Regions from separate parts of the Bos taurus genome. Here region 2 is linked to region 1. The links are chromatin contacts, called in public Hi-C maps. All regions are on one chromosome and are shown on one strand. The core of a region is the stretch at or near the end of the contact, and the rest is flanking DNA. Distances in the headings are between cores, read along the strand shown.

Evidence for each region. A called contact is a pair of places that touch in the nucleus more often than the background predicts.
Region 2: a contact with region 1 is called in a Hi-C map of skeletal muscle, with 3 times the contacts expected there. The contact joins the enhancer-like site here to the promoter of AKR1A1 in region 1. A contact is called at or near these places in 3 of 11 Hi-C or Micro-C datasets (blastocyst, liver and skeletal muscle).

The regions. Positions count from the first base shown.
Region 1 is chr3:100,515,608-100,518,320 of ARS-UCD2.0, forward strand. It overlaps AKR1A1 (aldo-keto reductase family 1 member A1), which reads right to left and starts at 1,322. Exons shown (of 9, transcript NM_001076513.2): 1 at 1,217-1,322.
Region 2 is chr3:100,701,375-100,704,420 of ARS-UCD2.0, forward strand. All of the region lies in intron 7 of TESK2 (testis associated actin remodelling kinase 2), which reads left to right. Among named protein-coding and RNA genes, the nearest start is that of MUTYH, 20 kb to the right of the region's middle. Within about 2 kb of position 1,372, at least 20 of the 102 cell types and tissues checked have an H3K27ac peak or open chromatin away from gene starts, as enhancers often do. A contact at or near this core is called in skeletal muscle, where this site is marked.

The DNA.
Region 1 (2,713 bases), core at 72-2,571:
CTCCTACCACAGGGGTAAAGTCCAGACTCCTTAGTAATACCCTTTATAACCTGGCTCCCACCTCCCCCATCTCTCCACCTCTTTACTTAAGACAACATATTCCAGACTCTGCAGAAGCAGCCACCATACTTGATTCCAGGCCTCTGCACACTTCCCTTCTGCACAAGTCCAACCCTTGCCTGGCTAACTGCAGCTCACCCTTCAGCTAGCTTTAAATTTCTGGCTCCTCCCATGTACTGACAGCTGTGCACAACACTGCATTTGTGTGCTCATTTTCCCTCAGAAATTTAAGCACTCCTCAAGGTCAGGGCCTGCCATTTATCTAACCTGGTAGCTGCTACAGTGCCTGCTGCCCATTTCCCCTACCCCACACACAGGCAAACAGGGGAGATCTTGACAGCTGGAGGTGCATCTGAGAAAGTCACTGCCCCCGTCACTTTCTTCCTTTACTTCTTAGACAACCTGGCAACAACGATCTCTGGAAAACAACAAAGCACTTTACCATCTCCGATTAAAAAAAAAAAAAAATCCCAGTGATTACATTAGGCATTGCTCTTGTATTACAGATAAGAAATCTGAGATATGGGGGGCAGTAACAAGACTGATCAGAACCCTCAAGACTCTTCTAAGGGAGGTCGTGCGGCCCTGAGTATGGACAGGCTGAAGGAAAGAGTTAATTAACAATAACCCCATCCGGTGAAGGTTCAGATTTCAGTCTGAAAAGAGCACTCGGGCAAAACAGAAACATGCCCTGGCTTTCCCAAACCCAAGGCAGGTCCCAAAGCTAGCGAACCCACGCCCCTCTTGCCACGTCAGGTTTTATTAATTTCATAATTCCTATGGAATCGCAGATTCTATAGGAAAGCCAGATTTCCGGGAAAAACCGTGTCGGTGGGCAAACAAAAAAAGGAAGATGGCAACCAAAACTTACTGACAATCGGTGCATGTAGCTTTTAAGAGCTTTATCTCACTTAACTCTTGCTACAATTCTGATGTAGGAACTGATTTTACCGCTGAGAAAACTGAGGGCCAGAGAAACTGAGGACTTATCCAAGATCATTTAAAGAATAAGAGGAAGCGCAAATCCGAAACCAAGTCTGGCCGCCTCCAGAGCATTTGCTATTCGCTCTAAACATGGGGGCGGACACATGTGGAGTAAAGGTTCGAGGCCATCTCCACTGCGCCAAAGAAACAGGGCAGCAGAGGAGAGACTCACCTCGGTACAGAGCGTTAACAGGGTAGTGTGGCTTCCCAGCTCAGTCCTGTGCCCTGCTAGCCACCAAGTGAGCCTCAGCTTCCGGGATTGGTGGGCAGCAGGAGACACCCGCCCAAGCTTGATGCAGGCACTTAAGCCTGGCGGTGATGAGGCAGCTCCTCCCAGAGGAGTGGCGGGGGCCGGGTGTTCAGCATCACGCGCGTGGTGGACCCCGCCCCTACCTCCAGAAAGAAGCTGAGGAGTGGAAGCCTGAGCTAGGAGGCTGCACCATGGTGATGAGTGGATTGCCCACGAGCATCCTGCGGAATGTGGGTCCACACAGCGTGGCCTACTGTGGAGCTTGGACACTGCACACCGCTGGTTTGGCGAACTCCCGCGTGAAAGATGCACGCGCCTCGGATCACGTAGGCGGCCCCGAGGGCGGGACTAGGCCGCGCCTCTGCCTGGCCCACACTGCACCGCGCGCCGCCTGTAAGGCTGCTCTGGGCGGTCCCAGCTCTTTCTCCAGCCAGAGAGAGAATCCGGCGGCCTCGTGACGGCTTCTTCTGCAGTGGGCTGTTCCCTCACTCCACTAAATAAAACATAATTCAACTTTTAGACTGTCAATATTTTTTTTATTCATTAATACATACAGAACAATGCACAAATCTTAAACATTCAACTCTGATTTTTTCTTTTTCACTGTAATCAGCATCCAGCGCACTTGCAGTCAGTCTCCCGTGAGGAAGGTATTCACGTCCCACTTTACAGATTGTGCAGACTTAGCAGGCTTTACCTTGTTCAGAGTAAGATAGCTATTAAATTGCAGTTCTGAGATTTGAAATAGCTTTGCCATTCGGACTCAGAGGTGTCTTGAATTTATGTTTTCCTTGGCAGAATGGGCAGGAAGCAGGTTTGTCCTGGTGTAGCTCTTTCTCTCCCTCACCTCCTTCCTGCCCCTCTGTACTCTGCCAGCGCGACTCTAACCATTTTTTAAGCTTATTTCTTTCTAGGCCACTCTGTGAGGCATATGGGAGCTTAGTTAACAAACCAGGGATCCAATTTTGGCTCCCAGCATTGGAAGGTGGATTCTTAACCACCTGACCACAGGGGAAGTTCTTCCCCATCATTTGTTTATACCCCAGATTACTCCCCACTGTCTCTCCAGTAGAAGTGGCGTCCTGATGAACTAAGTCTCCAACATTTCACTTTTGGGGCTCCAAAATCACTGCAGATAGTGACTGCAGCCATGAAATTAAAAGACGCCTACTCCTTGGAAGGAAAGTTTTGACCAACCTAGACAGCATATTCAAAAGTAGAGACATTACTTTGCCAACAAAGGTCCATCTAGTCAAGGCTATGGTTTTTCCAGTGGTCATGTATGGATGTGAGAGTTGGACTATAAAGAAAGCTGAGCACCGAAGAATTGATGCTTTTGAACTATGGTGTTGGAGAAGACTCTTAAGAATCCCTTGGACTGCAAGGAGATACAACCAGTCCATCCTAAGGAGACCAGTC
Region 2 (3,046 bases), core at 122-2,621, 190 kb after region 1:
CTTTCTTAATGGTATAAACTGAGTATTTATATACCCACATTTACTGTGTGGATGGGTCTCTTGTAATCACTGGGGGATATAATGTTGATGTAAATGGACAAGTTCTTATTCTCATATGGGGGTGGTAGGAAGGGGAGGAGTGCTCAATAAGTATTTGGAGAAATAAGCTGATATTCCTGAGTGGCGAACTGAGTGTGTGCTTACCTGTTCCTTTGATCATTTTCTAGAGTGTTGGCATATGATTTTTTACATACATAGTAATATTGTTCAGTCACCAACACATATTTGTCTATTTGGTGCCTTTTAAGAAAAAAGTCTTTAATGAAATCGAATATCACACAAATGAAATGGCAGAAACTCTTAACATTTTATTAAACCATGAGGAGGAGAAGCAGGTTTTGGTGTAGGTGAACTTGGGGAACAGTCACTTAGAGGTATTAAGTCCCTCTGACACATTTGATTGGCTGATATTATAGTTTTCTGAACTTGAAAGTTAAAAAGAGCAACAATAAAAATTATAAAATCTTCTCTCTGGTAGGTATTTAAATGTGTTGCCAAGGCCTTTGGTTGTTTCATAGAGCTAAGGGAGTGGTCTGGAAGAAAATGAAAGCAAAGTGGCTGTTATCCCCAGCCCAGAAGGCTGAATGTGCGGGGACAGTTGTTCTTGCCTCTGCTTCCCACAGAGCACACACCAGCTGAGTCTGCACGTGGCGTTGCTTATGGGGAAGTGGACATTCCGACTAATGGCACACAGAGTGTGTAGCAACTTAGAAATCTTCCTTGTTGGCAGATCTCAAACTTCCTTTCCTCATATATGCAAAGGTCTTGAGACATTGAGAAGTTGTGGTTTCTGAGAGCCCCAGAGGCTTATCAGCCCCACCAAAGTGTTCACTGAAGGCAGGCAAGTGAGTAAATTCCATTTGGTTTCCCTCTCTGGTCCTGGGTTTGTGCTTTTTTTCCATCTTGTCTGGAATAGTCAGAGCCAAATAGCCAGTGTGATTCCTCACCTTGTCTCACCTCTCTCCTCTGCTCTCCACCCTGTGGCTTGGTCTGTGGATTTCTCAGACTTTCAGAGACATGGCGGGACAGAGTAAACATGTGTTTGAACCAAGAGTCCTGGCTTACCCTGGCCCACAGAGTACACATACAGGCTTTTTACCCATCTTTTCTGCCTGGCCCTCAGTGGGAAACCTGAGTGGCTCCTGAAGTCAAGCCTTCCATGTCACACTGTCACGGTGCCAGACAAGTGGACTACAACCTTGTCACACCTTTTCTACTCTCAGAGCTAGAGAAATTTGTCTACGTGATTAGCTGTCAGCTTCACTGCCCCTCTATAGCTTGGAATTTGCAAGTTCACTTTCCTTTTAGCAAATGGGCACCTCAGATGTGAACCGTGAACAAATTCAACTGGAGTGAAGAGGCTAAGGTGCTATGCTAATGTCGTCATTATGCTTTGTTTTGAGATTTCCAAAGATGGATTATCAAACAAGATGAAGCAGATCAACAGGTTTCCCTTTTGAGAAATTTGGTGTATTTTTAGCCATTCTCTCTGCCTTGCCAAACCTGATCTACTTCATCCAAGGATCTGAAATGCTGCCTCATGCTGCCCCCAACTGGTTCTTTTTGGTACTCATGTTACCACATCAGAGAATCTAAGATTATATGAAACTTCTATTATTTTTTTCTTAGCACTTTCATGTATTTGTATTCAATTCTTATAATAACATCATGAGGTATATGGATCATGGATTATAATACCTATTGTATATATGGGAAAACAGAAGGAAAGCCTCATTAGTCTATTTGTCCAAAGTAAAATGGCTGTTAAGAGGCAGAGTTGGACTAAAATTCAGGTTTCTTGTCTTCTCTCCCATCAGTTCCCTACTCTTTTGTAAATCCAATATCACCCCCCACTCTGAAAAGATATGAAGTGCTTATTTTTAGGCTTAGAGGTTTTGTGAAGATTAAATGATGTAATTAATGGTAAGTCCTCAGAGTAGTGCCTGGCACAAAGTAAGCACCAACTAATAGCAGCTGCCACTGCTATTGTGGTTATTATTATTATCTCGGTATTTGCTCTTTTTAAAAACAAAACAAAACAAAGCGGCTCTTTGTGGGTATGTAGGAATGACAGACAGCCAAATTTCTTGAACGAGTATATCTTCACGTAGTTTCCACTTAGCCTTGTCTCCTACTCACTCCTCAATTCACTTTGATCTTATTCTGGTCTTAACCACTTTACTGAAACTGCTCTGGCCATGGTTGCCAGTGACTTCTTATTTATTTATCTGGCTGCATTGGGTCTTGCTGCACGCAGCATCTTCTGTTGTGACACATGGGCTTCTCTCTGGTTGTATCCCATGGGCTCCAGATTGTGGGCTCGGCAGTTGAGGCACAGTGTGTGGGATTTTCAGCTCCCAGACCAGGGATTAAACCCTCATCCCTTGCATTGGAAGGCAGATTCTTAACTACTGGACCACCAGGGAAGTCCTGCCGGTGACTTGTTAGAGGCAAATTCAGTAGACACTTTTCAGGCTCATCTTACTTGATCTGTAGCATTTTGATACTTTTGGTCATTTTCTCTTTTGGAATGTTCTCGTTCTTTGGCTTCTGTGGTGACATTCTTGTTTGGTGGTTCTTCCTCTGCCTGCTTCTGTATATGTTCCAGTTGTTTGGGATTCTGTTAATTTCCCACCTTATATGTTAACCCCTGGGCAATCCCATATATTCCTTAGCCTCAGTGACTACTTCAGCTCAATGTCATTGCCTCCTAAATGTTAGTCTCTAGCCCAGATTTTGCTCCTAAACTTCAAACTGACTTGGTATAGGGTATCTCCACATGCCCTTAAGCCCAGCATGTCTTAGTTGTACTCCCTGTTTTTTAACATTGCCTCTTCTAAAAACCTCCTCTCCCTATATTCTGGGTATTTAATAATGGCACACAGGGGCCAATAGCCTGCAATCCACCTAGGAGCTTTTCATTGTTCTCCTCCTCCTCATCAAGGCATTCATCAAGTTTTTTTGACTTTGCCATCTAAAATCTTGA